Regions from separate parts of the Mus musculus genome. Here regions 1, 2, 4, 5 and 6 are each linked to region 3. The links are chromatin contacts, called in public ChIA-PET maps. All regions are on one chromosome and are shown on one strand. The core of a region is the stretch at or near the end of the contact, and the rest is flanking DNA. Distances in the headings are between cores, read along the strand shown. Region 1 has its middle 72 kb from the start of Perp. Region 2 has its middle 8.8 kb from the start of Il22ra2. Region 3 has its middle 33 kb from the start of Gm40607. Region 4 has its middle 43 kb from the start of Gm33104. Region 5 holds the start of Perp (PERP, TP53 apoptosis effector). Region 6 overlaps Gm33104 (predicted gene, 33104).

Region 1 (2,892 bases), core at 109-2,608, 290 kb after region 3:
GGTTCCAAAACAGGGAAGGTAGCAAATCTCCTGCCCAGGCAACACTTGTCAATGTCTAGAGATGCTTTTGGATGCCATAAACTAGGTAGGGGTGTATTATTGGCATCCAGCAAGTGGCAGCCAGAAGGCTACTAACTATGCTATAATGGAAAGAGTACACAAAGAATTATCCAATCCAAGATGTCGTTACTGTAGAGGTAGAAAGCCCTACTCAAAGAAGCCTCAATGCCCAAGCCTATCACCACTATGTGAGATCTGTCCCATCTTACACTCTCGAGACATACTAGTTAGTTAGGAAAGAGAGAGTAGTTGAAGAAGTTGAAGAATGGTCTTGGGTAGTGGTTGTGGTCCGTGGAGAGTCAGAGACAGATCCCGAGAATCCCTCTCAGGTCATGAGCTTCTTGGCTCAAAGCTCCTTCTCCTTTCCTCTTTATTACATGGATGCATCCCTGTTGGTGTGTGTCTTTCCTCTTTATTACATGGATGCATCCCTGTTGGTGTGTGTCTTTCCTCTTTATTACATGGATACATCACTGTTGGTATGTGTCTTTCCTCTTTATTACATGGATACATCCCTGTTGGTGTGTGTCTTTCCTCTTTATTACATGGATGCATCCCTGTTGGTGTGTGTCTTTCCTCTTTATTACATGGATGCATCCCTGTTGGTGTGTGTCTTTCCTCTTTATTACATGGATGCATCCCTGTTGGTGTGTGTCTTTCCTCTTTATTACATGGATGCATCCCTGTTGGTATGTGTCTGAATACTTTCTGCTGTCTTGAGTCACTTCCCTTACTTGCATGTCCAACCATGGAATCCAGTGTGCATGACCTCCTTGAAGAACACTGATTAAAATAAGTTTCAAATACAAATGGAGAATTCAGGTAACTCGAGCCTTAAAGAAAAGAAAACATGTTGAAAATGTAAACTCATTCTTGTAGTTTCCCAAGGAGACAGCTGCTTTTAGAAGAAGGTCAAGAGTCTATCTTGTACTCACTCACACATGTAGGCTGTGAATGCCTGTGGTTATAGCACCGTTTCCTCCCTCGGAACTTTCCTACATCAGCAGCCCGCCCGTTGTCGTTTGTGATGAACTGTCATCTAGTTGGATATGCTTCTTTTTTTTCTTTTTTCTTTTAGTTTCTTTTTAAATCTTCTCCCTCCCACGTTTCCTTCAGCTTACTTCTTTCCTTCTGTTTCTTACTTCTCTGTGTTATTCCTCATTTCATTCCAATTTTAGGAACAAGAAGAAAAATGTTCACTATGGGTGATGTCTACCTCTCTGTGTACACTTTGGAGGTGTGGGGGTGGTGTGCAGGGGCTGGAAGGTGGGGGGAGGGGAGTAGTGTTTCTTTTAAAAATCATATGCTGCCATCTGGTGGTCAATTTATATACTCAACCAAATAGCTGGGTTCAGACTGTTTCAAGTGTCTGACAGTGAACTGGGTCCTGCTTGACTATAGGCGAGCAATAATTGATATTGTCTCTCTTCATGGTTAAAGTCCCAGTGTTCAAAGCTACTCCTTCCCCTTAAGATTTTTATTTCTCTCAGGCAGATGGAATAGTTTGTTCCCAAATTGAATACAGAAAAATCTGAGCCTAAAACAAATCTTTGTTGTAAGTTCACAGCCTGTAAACTCTTCCATAGGATTTGTGGATTCCTGAATCTCCCTTTCAGCTCGCCCTGATTAATTTTAAATTTACTGGACTAGCAAAAGGGGGCATGGAACTGGCTGTTGGCAATGCTGGTGATTGGATGAACACTGTACCACTATACTATACCCCTAACCCTCAGAGAGAGATTTTAAAGGTAAAAGTAAAATATACTTGATATAATGGTACAGATACATATTTTTTCTATAGCAAGGAACTTTTCCCACAGAGAGAGAGAGAGAAAGACAGATAGAGACAGAGACAAAGAGGGGGAGAGAAAGACAGAGAGGGAGAAAGGAGGGAGAGGGAGGGAGGGAGGGAGGGAGGGAGGGAGGGAGGGAGGGAGGGAGGGAGAGAGGGAGGGAGAGAGACTATGAACAATGATACTACTCCCCAAAGCAACTCAGAGGACCTTGAAAACCATTTTTCATTCCACAACCCATCAGCAAATCCACTGTGTCTCTTAATCCTTTTTAAATCCTCCTCCATCCTGTCTTCCTTTTCCTCTTATTTGGTACAACCGTACACCAGGTTCTCCCTCTCCCTTTTTTTCATCCTCTCCCTCCAGAGACACTGTGTGTGTCTCTGCATTTTTATTTACCTGTCTGTCTGTCTCTGCCTCACCCCAGAAAGTAGATCCAGTTGTTCTAACAAGGGGCTAGAGACTGACTGGAGTGCGAGAAGTGGAGAGGAGATGCTGTCTCTGGAGATGGCATCAGATGGACAGGGCTTTCACTCAAGTGTAGCCTCTACTTCCTTTGCTTCGTTTTTAGTGTGAATTTACAGAATTGCTTTGATTGAAAACTGAATGGCAAATCCTCTAAGACGGTGGCTTTAGGTCATCCAAGAACAGGATGTTGTAGCCTAAAGGAGAATCTCAACAAAAAGCCCTGTGAAGAGTGAGCTATGGTGACCGAAATCCCTATGAACACTGAACTACAATGACTGAGGTCCCCACAGACAGTGAACTATAGTGACCAAGGCCCTTGTGAACAGTAAGCTATCGTGACTGAGGTCCCTATGAGCAGTGAACTATGGCAGCAGAGGGCCCTGTGAAGTGTGAGCTGTGATGACCGAGGTTCCTATGGTGACATAGTTCTCTGTGAATGTGAGCTATGAAGACCGAAGTCCTTATGGACAACAAGCTACAATGACTGAAGTCTTCATCGGTACCACTCTCTAGTTTCCCCTCAATGAAGTGTCATGTGCTGGAATCGGAGGCACCCGGAAAAGTGGCGTCC
Region 2 (2,932 bases), core at 123-2,622, 400 kb before region 3:
CTCCCTCCCTCCCTCCCTGCTGTGGAGACACCTCTGGCTGTGTTCTCCCTCATGTCTACAATAAAAGCCTGCCCCTTAACCATACCTTGGCTCCATCATACTGAAAGTCCCTGCAGTTCCTGATGGTGTCACTTTGTTTGGGAAGTTGTATAATGTAGGAAGGTGGGGGTTGCTGGAGGAAGTGGGTCACTGGAGGTGGAACTTGAGGTTTTAAATTGCCCCTGACCCTTCTATTAACCTTCCTGCTTCCCAACTATCACTCAGTGTTTGCAGCTCTTCCCACTAAGCTTTCCGTGACGGGGATGTAACCTCTCAACCTGTAGGCCAAGCAAACACTCTCTCCCAAATCCGCTTCTGTCCAGGTACCCTGGTGGTTTGGGGCCAAGGTGTGATACTCAGAGATCATGCCACAGAATAGGCTGAAGGCAAGACATCTGCTGGGAGACAGAGGAGATTGAAAGGGTGTCTCAGAGTGGGGGCATGAACCAGCTAGTCAGACAGACAGACAGACAGACAGACAGACAGACAGACAGTCAGACAGTCAGTCAGATAGGCAGACAGACAGACAGGGAGACAGGCAGGGAGACAGGCAGACAGACAGACAGGAAGATAGGCAGACAGACAGACAGGGAGACAGGCAGGGAGACAGGCAGACAGACAGAAAGTCAGACAGTCAGTCAGACAGGCAGACAGACAGACAGACAGACAGACAGACAGACAGGGAGACAGACAGACAGGAAGATAGGCAGACAGACAGACAGGAAGATAGGCAGGCAGACAGACAGACAGGCAGACAGACAGGGAGACAGACAGGTAGACAGGGAGACAGACAGGGAGACAGACAGACAGACAGACAGACAGACAGACAAATAGGCAGACAGACAGATAGAAAACAGACAGGGAGATGGAGACAGAAACAGATACAGACAGAATGAATAAGCAAGATGCCCACAGAGATCTGGGGTGGCCAGCACACTTTAAAAGGTTCTCCTATTGCATGGTGGAAAGGCACAGCCCCTGACAGTGGTGAGTTACTTAAGTGGCTGTGGCTGAGTTGCCCAAAGTCAGGCTGGCAGAGCGCCTAATCTACAACACAAGTAATTCATGCTTGTCACTAAGTCGGTACTGAGAGTGGTGTTGTTATGAGGGTGTTGGTATGACTGTTATGGTCTTTAGAGCGTCTGTGAGAGGATTATGGAAGAGTTTGAGAATCCAGGCTGAAAACTCCCTTAGAAACTTGTAAACAGCTCAACAGCTGTGGTGGGAGTTTGGAAGACTAGGAGGAGAGACTGGAGGCTGTTGGGGGCTGGCTCATGAGGTTACAATGTGGCATAGAATCTGGCTTCCTCTTGCCCGTTTCCTGAGACCTTGAGACAGGCTGTTTTAAAGTAACAGACTCTGCTCAGTGAAGGAAATTTCAAGGCAAGATAGCAGCCGCTGTTTTGCCACTTTTATGCTGAGTTACCGTGAAAAGGAGCAAGGAGGGAGAGAGATGAAGTGCAGACTGAGTAGACAGGCGTATGGTTACAAGGCAAGGCTGGGTGAAGCAATGGCTTGGCTGTGCTCTGTACTGGAACCCCAGGGGAGCTGCCCTGAGGTAAGAGGACAGCACCCAGCAAAGGCTCTAACCTGTGAAAGCGCAAATACTCACTGGGGAAGCCAGTCAGAAACCATGAAAAGGCTTAGATGACTTGATGTGATAGTATTTCTGTTTAAACATGAAGCCATTCATAAACCTCAATATGAGAGAATATTCCATTTGTCAACACAAAACATAGAACAGCATGCTAAAAATAAACGTAGTAAGAAATACCCTGTGCTTAGGATGTCTAAAGCGAATAAGGGACATAAAAGACTTGTATTGAAGAGCATTTAACTATGGAAAATTAGTCATTATTAGTAAGCATTATAGTGATAGAATGCTGATTCAAATCCCCAAAGAACTTCAAATGGGGGAAGGGGTGGAATCTGGCAAAGAAAAAAAAGTCTGTAAGTCTATAGTTGACCTTAGAAAACAAACAAACAAACAAACAAACAAAGCCCCCCAAAACAGCTAGGGGCTAGAGAGATGGTTCAGTGGTTAAGAGCATTGACTGCTCTTCAGAGGTCCTAAGTTCAATTCCCAGCAGCCGCATGGTGGCTCACAATCATCTGTAATGGGATCTGATGCCCTTTTCTGGTATGTCTGAAAGATAGCCACAATGTACTTGTATACATAGATAATTAAAAAAAAAAACAAAACACAACAAAACAAAAAACAATTATTACAAAAAATCAGTAGAAAGATGCCTAGACTAGTGAAGCGCACTCCTCAGTAGCTGAGGGCTTTCCCACAGATGAACAGAGCCTGGGGCTCAGATCTAACGTCTTAAGCCACTGATGAGTTAGTCTATTGAGTAAACAACACTGGAACTGGAGCGTAGGGGCGACATTGGACGGCATGGGTGTGAACAGTCTATTTTTACTCTGGCCCATCCTGCTATTTTTCTGTTTCCTGGATGTCATGACGTGATTTTGGCATGTCCATTGGTCCTGATGTTTCTGTTTTACCACACACCTAAAAGCAACGGTGACTGCTGACCATGGTGTGAAACTTCCAAAGCCGTGAGCCCAAATACATCTCTTCTCCCATCAGTTGTTTCTCTCAGGCGTCTGTCACAATGCTGAGAGCTCTAATATACACTAGAAGAAAGCTTTAAAGATTAAAACTGTGATACACACACAGAACTGACTAATGAATGAACAGCCATTGTTCAGAGGGATGGCAATCCAACATGATAAATGTTCATGCCTTAGTAAACAGTATCAGAGTAGTTAGTCAGGAGTAAAATGCACTCAGTTGTGATTGCAAAAGGACATGTTCTGAATACTGGAAATAGCTCCTTGGTACAAGATTGCGTCTAGGGTTCCTGCAATCCACTAAGGTCCACTC
Region 3 (3,056 bases), core at 448-2,947:
GTTTTGGTTTAGGAGTTTTTTGCATTTTGCATTTTCTTTGTCTGTTTTGTCAATGTTTTTTATTGTATCTTCTGCACCTGAGATTCTTTCTTCTATCTCTTGTGTTCTGTTGGTGACGCTTGCATCTATGACTCCTGGTCTCTTTTCCAGATTTTCTATCTCCAGGGTTGTTTCCCCTTGTGATTTCATTATTGTTTCAATTTCCATTTTTAAATCCTGGATGGTTTTGTTCAATTCCTTCACCGGTTTGGTTATGTTTTCCTATAACTCTGTAAGGGATTTTTGAGTTTCTTCTTTAAGAGCTTCTACCTATTTACCTGTGTTTGACTGTATTTCTTTAAGAGAGTTCTTTATGTCCTTCTTAAATTTCCCTATTGTCATCATGAAATGTGATTTTAAATCAGAGTCTTGCTTTTCTGGTATGTTGGGGTATCCAGGGCTCACTGTGCTGGGAGAACTGGGTTCTGATGATGCCAAGTAGCCTTGGTTTCTATTGCTTATGTTCTTGCCCTTACCCCTCAACATCTGGTTATCTCTGATGTTAGCTGGTTTTGCTGTCTTTGACTGTGGCTTGTCCCTCCTGAAAGCCCATGTGTCAGTACTCCTGGGAGACCAGTTCTCTCTGGGAGGAATTTAGGTATGGAGAGCTGTGGCACAGGGTCAGCTCTGAGATGCAGATAGAAACTGTCTCTGCCTGTTCCTTGGTTCCTGTGTCCTGATGGCTCTGGGTGGGTCCCTCTTGGGTCAAGAATTTGAGCAAAAGGGGTGGTTTTACCTGTGCTCACAGATGTTTGGGCACTCCTGGGAGACCAGCTTTCTCCTGGCATTATTTGGATATGGAGAGCTGTGGCACAGTATCAGCTCCTGCTGCAGACTGAAACTGAAAGGATCCTGTCCCAGGCTGTCCAGCATATACTCTTAACCACTGAGTATCTCTCCAGCTTCACGTATAAAACTTTCAAAAGAAGGTGTATGTAATACATAGGAAAGATGGTCTTACAGGAACATTTAGGTGTTACAGCCATACTGGTTTCTAATAATGCTGTGGGATAGACTCAGGTCATCATGCAGGGCAAGTGTAATCAGCCTGTACTTTGGGGCCTCCAGAGAAGAGGCATGTAAGGAGCTCTTACAAAGGCTCTAAATCTATCTCTGTACAAAACGCTGTCTACGATGGAGTAACTTGCACGTGTACACTCACATGTCTCTTGGCAATAGGAGAGCCTTCGGAGAAATTTGCAGTTAAGTTTGCTGTCTTGCCATGGTGCAAATGCACATCTGAACTCACACAGACCTAAGTGGTAAAGGCCTAAGTACCACACGCCTGTATGTACAGACCCATCACTCACTCAGTTTCAGACTGTAAATGATTCTGAAGTCATTAAGAACTACCCAGAGCTTGCAGCAAACACATTATCATAGTTCCATCTAGCCTTTTCAGTGAACATTACAAACAAGCCTTTCGCTCTTGATCATCATAGTGGCTAGAGGAAAAGGGCTTCACTATTTGTAATCTACACAGGTCACTGATACTATCTCCATAGCTGATAGTTTCTTCTGGGATGTTGCTGCTGTCACTGCCTTCATGAAGCAGATTTTTAAATAGCTGTTATCATTTTGCTCCTGTTCTTGGAGGGTCACAGCTGAAGTAGACCATGACACGCCCACCTGATGAGCAATGCAAACCACTGATTTTTACTTTCAGTTTTGTTTTCAGTTCACTCCATGGGTCTCTTACTGGCAATGTTAGCAGCCAGTTTCTGTGTCATGATGAAGAAACTAATGTGAGACCAAATTAGACACATGTGAAAATAATGTCCTCAAGCTATGTGGTGACACCACAAACCCGAAGCTGCTGCCTGCCACTGTCATGAGTGTGGTCTGTCTCTGACAGAAATGACATTATGTGATGTACAGTTGTTCTCAGTACTCCATTTCATAAATATGTGCAAGTGCTGTGAATAAAGCTATAGTATAATTCATCTAAAACCTTTATGGATGTTGTGGCACTTCCAAATATTGTGAACTTGTCTATTAATACGTATTGACAATTTAGGTGGCACAGAAAAGGTCGGTGTGCTGAAGTAAATGGGAGTCTCTGAAGGGAACTGAAGAGAGGAGAAATGCTCTGACCCACTGGCTCAAGCTATGGAGGCTTGCTTCCTGGCTGATGGTCTCTAGAGGTGACACCTGAATCTTGAAAATACTTCATGAGGTCTGGGTTTGAGATTCCAGAAGTGTGTCCCGGAAATACGTCATGAAGACTAGGTTCTGAAAGACTGTTCTCTTCGTTGCTTCTAGCCCCATTCCCTTTGCTTCTTGTCCCACAGTGGTGTGAGGACCCTCTGTTACTCATTCCCACCACACTGTTCTACACTGTCTCTGAAGGACTGAAACCATATGAAGGGAGTCAAAATACAAATTTCCTCCCTTGTTGCTTTTCTCAAGAATTTTTTTTTCACAACAAGGAAAGAGCAACTTATGAAGACAGAGGAAAACATTGCTGCTGTTTTGTTTTGTTTTGTTTTTCAGAAAACAAGCACCTGTGTTTGATATCCCTTAGATGGTGTCTGTTGAGAATTAGTGAGTGTTACTGTTAAAAAAGAGGAGTCTATCTTGCAGCCTGACTGGAACCTGAGCTGACCCATCCCTGAGTGTCAGCCTTCTTAATTACATGCTTGAAATAAAAAGTTAATACCACTGAGGTAGATAATTCTAAACTAACTTTAGAAACATTCTATGTTTAATAGCTGGTTACATTTACTAGAAACAACACACAATTAATAATGTAATTACAGGTCACCTCACTAAAGCAATATATTTTATGAGGAAGTCTTTTCGGTTTGTTAGAGTAAATTGTATGCGTTAAGCAAATTTCAAAGAATTAATATATCAGGATTATATATTATAAGCAATAAAATTATGTTTTAAAATATCAGGTGAAAAGAGTCAATGGATTTCATATATACAGATAAAAACCAGCTTAAAAATACTTTTAAAAACTTTCATTTACAATGGAATTAAGAGATTAAATACTTGAGAATAAAAATAAGAAA
Region 4 (3,091 bases), core at 82-2,581, 320 kb before region 3:
ACTGTGAATTGCAAGTACACGAATATTTGCTCTAACTGTGTTCTGATTGCAGCCCTTGCTAATAGCCTGGGAATTCCTTGAGGGTGGGGCTCATGCATATCTGTTCCTGTTGAATTTATCTTAGTGTGTCACATACTCTAGAGGTGTTTCATCATCTATCAGCTATTTATTGAGTGATGAGTTAACAAATTAGGCTGAAAAAAGTTAAGCACCCACTCATGCTTTGTAACAGGTACCATGACAAGCTTTGATAACCTAAGTGTGTGGTGGCGGGGCAATCATGCCTTATGTAGTTTACAACAACAACAACAACAACAACATCAACAACAACAACAACAACTGTAGCACAGAGCCGGGGTTTCCACACACAGAGCTGGGAGTCCTGCCATTCTTCAGAGAGAAGCAGCTTTTAATTGACCATATTACAGAATACTTTTAAGCTGGGTGTTGAAAGAGGTGTTCAAAGCTGCCTTTGCAAACTCTTGCAGATTTGTGAGTGTGCACTTGTAATAGGAAAGAGGTAGGTTTTGCTTTTCTGGGCCACTGTCCTTGGCTTGCAAATCCCTCTGTGGAGACTTGAATGCATAATGAGTGAGTTATTTCTGAAGATTAAATGTAAGTGGATTTTTACTTTTAGATAATCCAATATAATAACTTGGTTTTTAATTGAGTGACTTCAGGGGATTATGTAGGTTTAGAGAGTTCTCTCTGTTCCTCACGCATATCTCTGCCTAAATTTCAGAATCCTCTGTAAGCTCATCTTTTCTGGGGATTGAAACCCATGGTAGGCAAGTGCTCTACTACCAAGCTATACCCCAACCAGGCTCAAGCTCACGTTCTGTCTCTTTTTCTTCATGAGTTTAACACCCACTGCTACCATGGTCTATTACTGTTTTCTTTTCTCATGCTTTCTCTGAAGAACTCACTCACTAGCATTGTTCAATGTCTTATTTTGAAATGGATTAGCTTGGATAAATTTAATAGTAAAGAGCCTTTCAGGGTATCTACTACTCATGGTTTGACTGACACATCCAGGCTTCTATCTCAGTGGCCATGGGTAGATGGGGATCTGAGTCCCTAGGCAACAGGCAAAATGAATTTGCTGAAATATTTGGATTTGTGTGTGCTGCAATAAAGAACTGGACTAGAGACACATCATAGCCACATAGAGATGGTTTATTAAGAAAAGGACAAGCCTTCGGAGACAGAAGTAGGCTAGTGAGCCAACGGAAGAACACGTGCTCAGGAAGTGGGCCATACACTGTGTGAACTTCTTATAGGGTGTTTATAAGCACACCTGCTCTTGAGGTTGTGGTGTGTCGTGTTTGAATTGTGCATACTCTATTAGCTGCGTGAAGCCCCGGTGAGGAGGGGCTTGGGTCTTCCTGTCAGCTAGGTCCTTTTACATGTTAGTGTTCTGGTCTAGGCTCCAGCCCCACTTTCCTGTCATAACACTACTCCTTTCATAGAATTCAGACACAAAACCCCCTCCTTTGTTTTTCCTAAGCAATTGAGCACCAAGTTCTAGACTGTTGGACACCAGGCAGGAAGAGCTACAGTGGGCAAGAGCACCCTGGAGACAGCTCGGTGTCTTGCTCAGCTGCAGATTGACATGAAGATGAACTTTCATGAATTAATGCCTTTTAGATGAATTAATGACTTTATAGAATTCCTGATTTGAGTCAAATGATTTTAAGAAGTCTAAAGAGATGGTTTTCGCCATGTTCTGAACTCCTCACCTTTCACATTCTGAGCCTGAGTTTTCTGTGGCTGAGTCAGCCCTGCCCTGAGGTTATGACTCAGCTAACATCTGTTACCAGTGTCCCCTCCTTACCTTATGGCCTCTGTGTACTTCTTGTTCACCTCTTCTTTTTTACTTGAACGATACCTAATTATCCTTCAAGGTACGGTTTAATCATTTATTTCTTTCTCTATGGAAGGCATCACAACTCCGAGCCCTCACCAAGATGCAAGATGATGATGACCACCAGTTTTACGGGTCTGCCTTATCATCACAGATTTCTCCTTCTCCTTCTCCTTCTCCTTCTCCTTCTCCTTCTCCTTCTCCTTCTCCTTCTCCTTCTCCTGCTCCTTCTCCTTCTCCTTCTCCTTCTCCTTCTCCTTCTCCTTCTCCTTCTCCTTCTCCTTCTCCTTCTCCTTCTCCTTTCTCCTCCTCCTCCTCCCCTCCTCCTCCTCTTCATCCTCCTCCCCCTCCTTTTCCTTCTCCTCCTCCCCCTTCTCCTTTTCCTTCTCCTCCTCCTTCTCACTGTTCCATTTAAGGGATTTTAATGGAATAAAAGCTATGTGTTAGGTAATTCTTTTGAAAAACAAAACATATCAAACCACTGAAAACTCTCCACTGATATTGAAAGCCTAATTAGGAACTAGATAATAAATACTTAGTTTCTCTGACTAGAAAGTTCTCCATTGCGTGTATGGATATAGTTATAATGAAACTTACTTATTTACACTGTAAAAAATACATTTTCTACTGAGCTTGTTAAGCTATCCTTTGATAGCCGAAGTATCTTTTGATAAAGTACACTATAAATATTTGTTTAAGTCGTATGGCAGGATAGAGAATTGTTGGCTTTAAAGAAAGTCTAGATCGGATGCTGGCTCACTAACATTCAGTCAGACTGTGTTCCACCTGACAAACACAGAAGCACTGGAAGCACGAGATAGGCCCTGTTATAACAGACTTGTATCCCTCTGCAATTCTTGATCAGGAAGAATCTTAGGCACAGTATGCAATGGATTTCACTAAAACTGAAGAAACACAACAGGTGCTCATGCAGGCAGACTCCCCAGGCGAGCAGGAGAGGGATTGGAAACTAATATCTCCCTCTACCACCTTATTCCAGAGGGCTGATTTAAGCAAATGAGGCAGATTTCAGACTGATCATCTTAAACAAAGAAAAGATAGCTGGTAGGCCCACAACTTCATGCAAGCTGAGATACATCCAGGGTTGACCTTGGGTATGCCTGGGCAGGTAAAAATGCCTGTGATAGGTGAAGAAATTAGCACTTTACCATCTTGTTTATTTATGGCCTCTTCCAATGTCTGTCTGCCCATTGGGATGCTTCTATG
Region 5 (3,136 bases), core at 262-2,761, 360 kb after region 3:
ATTCTTTGGGGCTGTATCAGCCTTGGAGTGAGCTATAATTACCAAAGTCTATTTTAAAAACCTACAAGCATACCTCTTATAGCCCCTGAAAGACTTGAGTTTGAATTCATTTTAAGAAACAGCTAGGTTATTCCAAGGCAGCACAATGCCTGTAAGAACTAAAAGATTCGAAGCAATAGAAAGTCCTGTAAGCCAAGCATTTATGCCTGTTTTTAGGTAGAGCAAAGGCCTTTTAAAACAAGCAGGAATATCTGTAGTCTTCTCCTTTTATTGCCTGCCTCCCTGTCTGAGGAAGTTCTTCCAGGGAGAAAAAGCTGATAAGGGCCAGAACCCAAACCAAACAGCGTCTGGCAGAAGTCCTGGGTGCTTTAGGAAAAGAATCAAGTTATGGTTAATCTAGAAAATGAATGAAAACAAAAAAAGTAACTTGCTTCCTTTAAAGGGGGCAAACTGACCCGTAAAGCCTGCACACTGCTCCCTACACACTGCTGGTCACTACTGTCTCCATCCTAAACAGGAGGGACACTTGCTTGAGGGAGAAAAGGCTTTTCTTGGTTTTGTTTTTTCAAAGACTACTACTAACTTGTAAATCAAGTACTTGGGGCCTTTCCCTGGCAGAGGCAAACAGAGTTCCCCTGCGATGTGTACAGAGTTTCCCTGCGATGTGTTAAAAGTGGCAACTCAACTTCAGTGAAGTGTTTACTTCTCCGATTTTAAATCAGACTCAGATAAACTTCCTTAACATTCACTTTTCAACGAAGGCCACTCCCCAGAACAAGAATGAACATGAAACAGCTCCACAGCTAAGATACTGAAATATCTATCTAAATCATAACTGCTCCTACTTGGCCTGAAAGGACTTTCTCATAAGATTAAAAAAAAAAAGTTTAAGTTAGATGAAATGAAATGAATTCACCCTGGCATATTATTTATTTTTATACGTACTTTGCAATGACTGGCATCAGTTTGCACTGGTAACTGAGAAACTTTACTTTTAAATGAGTTGGAGTCTTTCAGGGTTGAGCCTGATTCGGGTCACCCAAAACTGCTGCTTCTGAAGTTTGAACTCTAAGCGGACTTTGAAACACCCACTACCCCTGACCTTTTAAAGATCAGCTCCAGCTGCTACCACAGCTCAGGCCCCCAAGGGCTTCCCGGAGGCGGCGGCCACTCACCGTACTCCATGAGGCTCTGGCAGCCATCGTCGTAGGAGCCGCTGCCGCCGCCCTCGTCGAAACACCTCCACCAAAGCGACGATGTCTGGATGTGGTTGCTAGACTGCAGCCAGCCGCGGCCGGCCAGCGCGATGATGTCGAAGGCGATGGCGCTGAGCAGCAGCAGGGGCAGGATCCACCTGCAGCGCTCGCAGGCCAGGCCGCAGCGCAGCATGTCGTCGGTGGCGGCGGGCGCGGAGCGGAGGAACGCCGGGCAGGAGCAGCGGCCAAGAGTGGTCCTGCGAGCGCTGACACCGCGACTAAAGGAAGAGGCGGCTCCCCCGAAGACGCGGCCCCCGGGCTGGCGGCGGGGGAGCGGCGCTCCAGCCACACCTTGATTCCGGTGACTCAGAGCGCACCGCCCCGACCTGCTGGGTCACCCGGGCGGCAGAGCTCAGGCTCGCCCCGGGCTCGTCGCCAGGGTGGGCGTGCCTGTGCCTCCAGCCGCCTGCAGTCCCACCAGATTGCCGCCAGCCCAGCGCACACACCTGTGGACACTCCAGCGCCAGCCTGTGCTCTGCCCTAAATTAACACAGTGTAAGGAGCATGGCTAAGGCTACACTTGAGCTCCAAGCACCGTGCCCAGGACATCCCAATAGCCTGTGAAATAAATGATGGGCCCTAAAATGTAAGGACTTGTGGGTTCAAACCTGGGAGCGTCTGTCCCTGGCTTCCACAGGCAGATCCTACACTTCCTGCCCGGATCTACCTTTGGACCTTGGCTCTTGCTGCCATAGACACGCAAATGTTCTGTGCTCTGGTGGTTCAGGCTGGGTGACCAGCAGGTCCCAGTGGCTCACTCTAGGTTGCGGAGGCTGTCTCTTAATCCGGGTAGCTTTGGTGTTGATAACTTCAGTTCCCTTTGCCCCAGTTAGTGTGTTCCCCACACATCTACCCTTTCTATCTACTTTACACAGTTTTTGTTTTTTCAAATATAAGCACGTGTCAGCATGCACAAGCAACTGAAATCCTCCCCAAATCCTGAGCTAGCTTCTGTCCCTAAGAATCTTCACTTGTAGCAGGGAGGGTGGGGCATCAGCCAGGAGTGGCGCTGAGAGAAACAAATTCCCAGTGCCAGGTCAATGGTGGCCAGGGAGAGATCAACCAGAGCATTCACTTTTTACCCCGTGCCCCGAAATCTTCTGACACCTCATGTCAGTTTAAAGATATGGAAAGCACTCAGTGGTATTTCCTTCTTACACAAGACGCTCGCAACAGAAGTAGTTACTAGGACGCATAGACTAAGAACACTGAGAAGATCTGTCTCAGAGTCCAAAGAATATCACTACCCAGCCTTCACTTAGCAGAAACCAGTAAGCATTTCAGTCCTGAAAACCGCAGAGGCACATACACGTTGAGCAAGGTTCATTGCCCACAGGACAAGTGCGGTGCGTATGCCCTAAACGTTAGGACCTAAAGGCTTTCAAACGTAATGAAAATATTTTAGCTAGCTATGTCCTGTGTGGAAAAGTCGTATTTTTACCAATCAAATGAGTTTCCACTGGTGTCTTAATGAATAATTTTGGAATACACACACACACACGCATATATATATATGTTTATATTATGTCCTCATTCTTGTGATACAATTTCCACAGTTTTGTGGAGAGGGACTCCTTAATATCAATCTGGTCAAAGGTAATTTTGACTGTTCAGAATCTCTGAAAGAGACTATAGTAATTAATTGGTTCTGTCGGCTCAAAGGGGAATAAGATATAGTTTATTTCTCAAGGTAAAAATAACAAAAGCTAAACTAATTGATGCCTAAAGCCAAGACACCACGTGACCGGCATAAACCATAACACCAGGCAATTATTACTAGATAATTTCTTACAATCAAACGGCACATACCTAGAGCTGGGCCTGATCCTTGTTTATCAGACTCCATAAACTGATTTATAAGCGCAAAAGGCAATTGGAGG
Region 6 (3,051 bases), core at 71-2,570, 300 kb before region 3:
TACCTTCAGAATCTAGGAGGTGAGGGCAGGGGGATCAGAAGTCCAAGGTCGTCTTTGTCCCTGTAGTACGTTTGTGGCCAGCCATAGCTACAGCAGACCCTGTCTCAAATAAACAGTGTTTCTTTAAATGTGAAAAGAGACTCCCACACTCTAAGGCCTTTAATTATATGGGATGTGTCGCCTCCTATTCCAACCAGCAGAAAAGAGCGACACTACGTACTTCTCAAAGCAGTTTATTCAGGAACCTTTCAACATCATGCATGAATCTCTCTCCAGAAATCAATCTCTCCAGGAAAAAACAACAACCCACCCCCAATCGCAATCCCTTATATATCCTCTCAACCACACCCCATCAGCCCAGTCCACGTAACAACAGTTCATTGACCAGAATCATCACTCGTCATATGGTCCGATCTTGCATCATGGTGCACCTGCGCAGTTCTCGCGATGGTCGTGGCTTATTTTCAGGTGTATGAGGAAGTCAGGTGCAAGTCATAAGACTTGGCTGCAGTCCCGGGTGCCATCTTGAGACTGCTGCCACACCCACTCCTCACAGGGATGTATGGTTTGGAAGGAAAATGTTGAAGATGTACAGAAGAAGGTGATTAGAAAGGGGGACAAGTTCTTCCAAGGGTTGGAGTTCAGAGGTCAGGAGAAGGATCAAACTGCTCAGCATCAAAGGGAGAAGAGATCCACAGAGAGATTCCAGAGTTTCTAACAGCTAAAGGACCTGGTGTGTTTCTTCCTGGAGAGGAGAACAGGACCAGAAATAAATGGGACTTTGGAGTTAGCAGAAAGCCTGAAGCACCCTTGCTTCCCAGCCAGGACACCCTGCAATTACATAACAGCTTAGGGCAGGGCTCCCAGAAGCCAGGTCTCAAATGTTATTCAGGCTAAAGCTGGTTTGGGCAGGCACAGAGGAAAGGGGAAGGAAAGCTGAGATTTGGCAAGCTTATGGGCTCTCCTCTCTCTGTTCCTCTTCCTCTTCCCTCCTTCCTCCTCTCTCCCTCCCTCCCTCTCTCCCTCTTTCCCTTTCTCCTTCTCTCTGATTTCTACTGTCTCCAAATAAGTAGAACCTGTAAGTGTCACATCATGCTGACTCCACAAGACATCTAGAGCCTTTCTATTCCTTTCCAGGAAGAAATCATGACTATTTTCAACAGAGTTTTGGAAATCCTACAATGAGAATGCTATATCAAGATTTTTCTCCTCATCAGCTAGTGAGAGCATCAATTACACCTTGATGTTGGTTTGTTTGTGTTCTGTTCTGACTTCTTACCATTCAGCACCAGTGTCAACTGGAAGCGGTTTTACTAAGAATTGGGCTGGGTCAGTGTGAAACCACAAGGACGTCTGTTGGTTATGAATGATGTAAGGGACTGAGGGTGCTGACAGATGTCAATGTGAGGCATGGTGACAAGCCTGGACGCTTGTTAAGTGACACACAATAGCAGGCCGGCGAGGAGCAGATAGTCCCACATTAGGGAGCAAGTTGCCTGGGAGTTGGAAAGAGAAAAACAGGTTTCATTTTAACTTTTGAAGTTTGCCGGAGGTTTCAATTCATTATAAGATACTTTCCAACTTCACTGATGTTCTGTCATGTACTTAAGTAAGAAATATATGAGCCTCTCTACAGGGCCCAGACTGTGGGTATCTTTCCTATCTATCTATCTATCTGTCGATCTATCTATCTATCTATCTATCTATCTATCTATCTATCTATCTATCTATCTATCTATCATCTATCTATCATCTATCTATCTATATATCTATCTATCATCTATCTATCTATCATCTATCTATCTATCTATCTATCTATCTATCTATCTATCTATCAATCATCTGTTTATCATCTGATCAGTTCATTGATTTATATTAGATAATTTTTGTTGTTGTTGCCATGATGAAATACCATGACCAAAAAGCAAGTTACAGAAGGGAGAGTTTGCTCCCGTCTCTGGGCCCTGGAGATGCTGTTTAATTTTCATTCTCTCATATGGTTTAGATTTCATCTTGCTTGGTTAATAAGGCTTCAATAAGAGGACCAAAGATAGCTTCTTCCTTGACAGATCTGCTATTTGGGTAGAAGAGAGAACTCCTGGGGAAGGTGATCCTTGCATTTGTAGCTCCTCTAACACTTAGTAGGTTGAAGTCAAAAACATATTTTAGGGTGTCATCTGTCTGAGTGTCCTTGCTTAAAACCAATAAATTGCATACTTTAAAAGAGAGAGGAGAGGGACAAGGAATGAGATAGAAAGCACCATGAATATCCAAAGAACTACTTTTTGGAAGTACGGGGGATTCTTATTAAAAGTGTTTCTGGTGTTAAAAAATCTTCTCATTCTTCAAATCTTTGGGTAGCTGTGATCTACACACACACACACACACACACACACACACACACACACACACACCGAGAGAGAGAGAGAGAGAGAGAGAGAGAGAGAGAGAGAGAGAATGAATGTAAAATAGAGTATCTGGATTCTATCTGAGCTAGACCAGCACTTGAACTGGTGTTCAGCAGACACTCTGTAAAAGTTCTAAGTGAATTAAAAAAACTCAGAGGACTGTTTCAGTTTTGCTCCATCATGGTGACCCCTGTGGTTTCTTTCCTTGTGAATCTTTGAAATTTACTTTTCCTCCTCTGGAGGACTTTTAAAAACAATTACGATTGAAGGCAAGCCCAGACAGTGACCGAGTTCCACTTTGTGTCTGACTCTGCCTTGCCTCTCTGAGGTGCTGCTTTCCTGATGAGTTGGGAGTCATTTCTAGGAATGGAGAGCTGGGCACTAGGTCACCCTAAGGTGAAACTGTTCTTCGTTGCATGGCAGCCAACATGCTAACGATTTCCCCTGAGCTAGTTGAACCTCGAAGAACCAGACCTGAGATAGCAATCAACCCAGTGGCCAGACCAAGGCTCTGCTCTATCGGCTCCTCAACCCCCTCTTTGTCTTTGTTCTTTGTGTAAAACCTCAAAGTCCTTGTCAGCTCCTTGAAGACAGATAGTAAGTTATGCAGTCACCCTCCTCTTGCTGATACAGCCCTGTAGAA

Evidence for each region. ChIA-PET counts read pairs in DNA pulled down with a chosen protein or histone mark.
Region 1: a contact with region 3 is called in an RNA polymerase II ChIA-PET map of effector CD8 T cells, with 84 read pairs. The contact joins two enhancer-like sites. A contact is called at or near these places in 1 of 15 datasets of contacts at CTCF or cohesin (CD8 T cells), 9 of 484 Hi-C or Micro-C datasets (CD4 T cells, CD8 T cells, LSK cells and 5 more) and 9 of 115 datasets of contacts at active chromatin or transcription factors (CD8 T cells, bone marrow-derived macrophages, effector CD8 T cells and 6 more).
Region 2: a contact with region 3 is called in an RNA polymerase II ChIA-PET map of effector CD8 T cells, with 160 read pairs. The contact joins two enhancer-like sites. A contact is called at or near these places in 2 of 39 promoter capture datasets (hematopoietic stem and progenitor cells and hippocampal neurons), 3 of 115 datasets of contacts at active chromatin or transcription factors (cardiomyocytes, effector CD8 T cells and epiblast stem cells) and 2 of 9 other capture datasets (adipose tissue and liver).
Region 4: a contact with region 3 is called in an RNA polymerase II ChIA-PET map of effector CD8 T cells, with 14 read pairs. The contact joins two enhancer-like sites. A contact is called at or near these places in 4 of 484 Hi-C or Micro-C datasets (Th2 cells, double positive thymocytes, embryonic fibroblasts and 1 more) and 8 of 115 datasets of contacts at active chromatin or transcription factors (CD8 T cells, T-cell acute lymphoblastic leukemia, effector CD8 T cells and 4 more).
Region 5: an RNA polymerase II ChIA-PET map of effector CD8 T cells shows a contact between it and region 3, with 10 read pairs. The contact joins the promoter of Perp here to the enhancer-like site in region 3. A contact is called at or near these places in 7 of 39 promoter capture datasets (the 3T3-L1 cell line, 3T3-L1-derived adipocytes, hematopoietic stem and progenitor cells and 3 more), 10 of 484 Hi-C or Micro-C datasets (B cells, CD8 T cells, the G1E-ER4 cell line and 7 more), 4 of 115 datasets of contacts at active chromatin or transcription factors (effector CD8 T cells, pancreatic cancer cells, stem cell-derived neural progenitor cells and 1 more) and 1 of 9 other capture datasets (liver).
Region 6: a contact with region 3 is called in an RNA polymerase II ChIA-PET map of effector CD8 T cells, with 51 read pairs. The contact joins two enhancer-like sites. A contact is called at or near these places in 6 of 484 Hi-C or Micro-C datasets (CD4 T cells, CD8 T cells, Th1 cells and 3 more), 11 of 115 datasets of contacts at active chromatin or transcription factors (CD8 T cells, Th17 cells, effector CD8 T cells and 7 more) and 1 of 9 other capture datasets (embryonic stem cells).

What each region holds. Positions count from the first base shown.
Region 1 is chr10:18,915,682-18,918,573 of GRCm38.p6, reverse strand. No RefSeq gene overlaps it. Among named protein-coding and RNA genes, the nearest start is that of Perp, 72 kb to the right of the region's middle. Within about 2 kb of position 1,358, at least 53 of the 459 cell types and tissues checked have an H3K27ac peak or open chromatin away from gene starts, as enhancers often do. A contact at or near this core is called in CD8 T cells, effector CD8 T cells and group 2 innate lymphoid cells, where this site is marked.
Region 2 is chr10:19,611,796-19,614,727 of GRCm38.p6, reverse strand. No RefSeq gene overlaps it. Among named protein-coding and RNA genes, the nearest start is that of Il22ra2, 8.8 kb to the left of the region's middle. Within about 2 kb of position 1,372, at least 127 of the 459 cell types and tissues checked have an H3K27ac peak or open chromatin away from gene starts, as enhancers often do. A contact at or near this core is called in effector CD8 T cells, where this site is marked.
Region 3 is chr10:19,208,607-19,211,662 of GRCm38.p6, reverse strand. No RefSeq gene overlaps it. Among named protein-coding and RNA genes, the nearest start is that of Gm40607, 33 kb to the left of the region's middle. Within about 2 kb of position 1,697, at least 57 of the 459 cell types and tissues checked have an H3K27ac peak or open chromatin away from gene starts, as enhancers often do. A contact at or near this core is called in CD8 T cells, Th1 cells, Th17 cells and 6 more, where this site is marked.
Region 4 is chr10:19,528,536-19,531,626 of GRCm38.p6, reverse strand. No RefSeq gene overlaps it. Among named protein-coding and RNA genes, the nearest start is that of Gm33104, 43 kb to the right of the region's middle. Within about 2 kb of position 1,331, at least 62 of the 459 cell types and tissues checked have an H3K27ac peak or open chromatin away from gene starts, as enhancers often do. A contact at or near this core is called in CD8 T cells, effector CD8 T cells and memory CD8 T cells, where this site is marked.
Region 5 is chr10:18,843,446-18,846,581 of GRCm38.p6, reverse strand. Perp (PERP, TP53 apoptosis effector) reads right to left here and starts at 1,511. Exons shown (of 3, transcript NM_022032.4): 1 at 1,176-1,511. The coding sequence starts at 1,389.
Region 6 is chr10:19,504,485-19,507,535 of GRCm38.p6, reverse strand. It overlaps Gm33104 (predicted gene, 33104), which reads right to left. Exons shown (of 4, transcript NR_152784.1): 3 at 1,280-1,496; 4 at 218-745. Among named protein-coding and RNA genes, the nearest start is that of Gm33104, 19 kb to the right of the region's middle. Within about 2 kb of position 1,320, at least 81 of the 459 cell types and tissues checked have an H3K27ac peak or open chromatin away from gene starts, as enhancers often do. A contact at or near this core is called in CD8 T cells, Th1 cells, Th17 cells and 3 more, where this site is marked.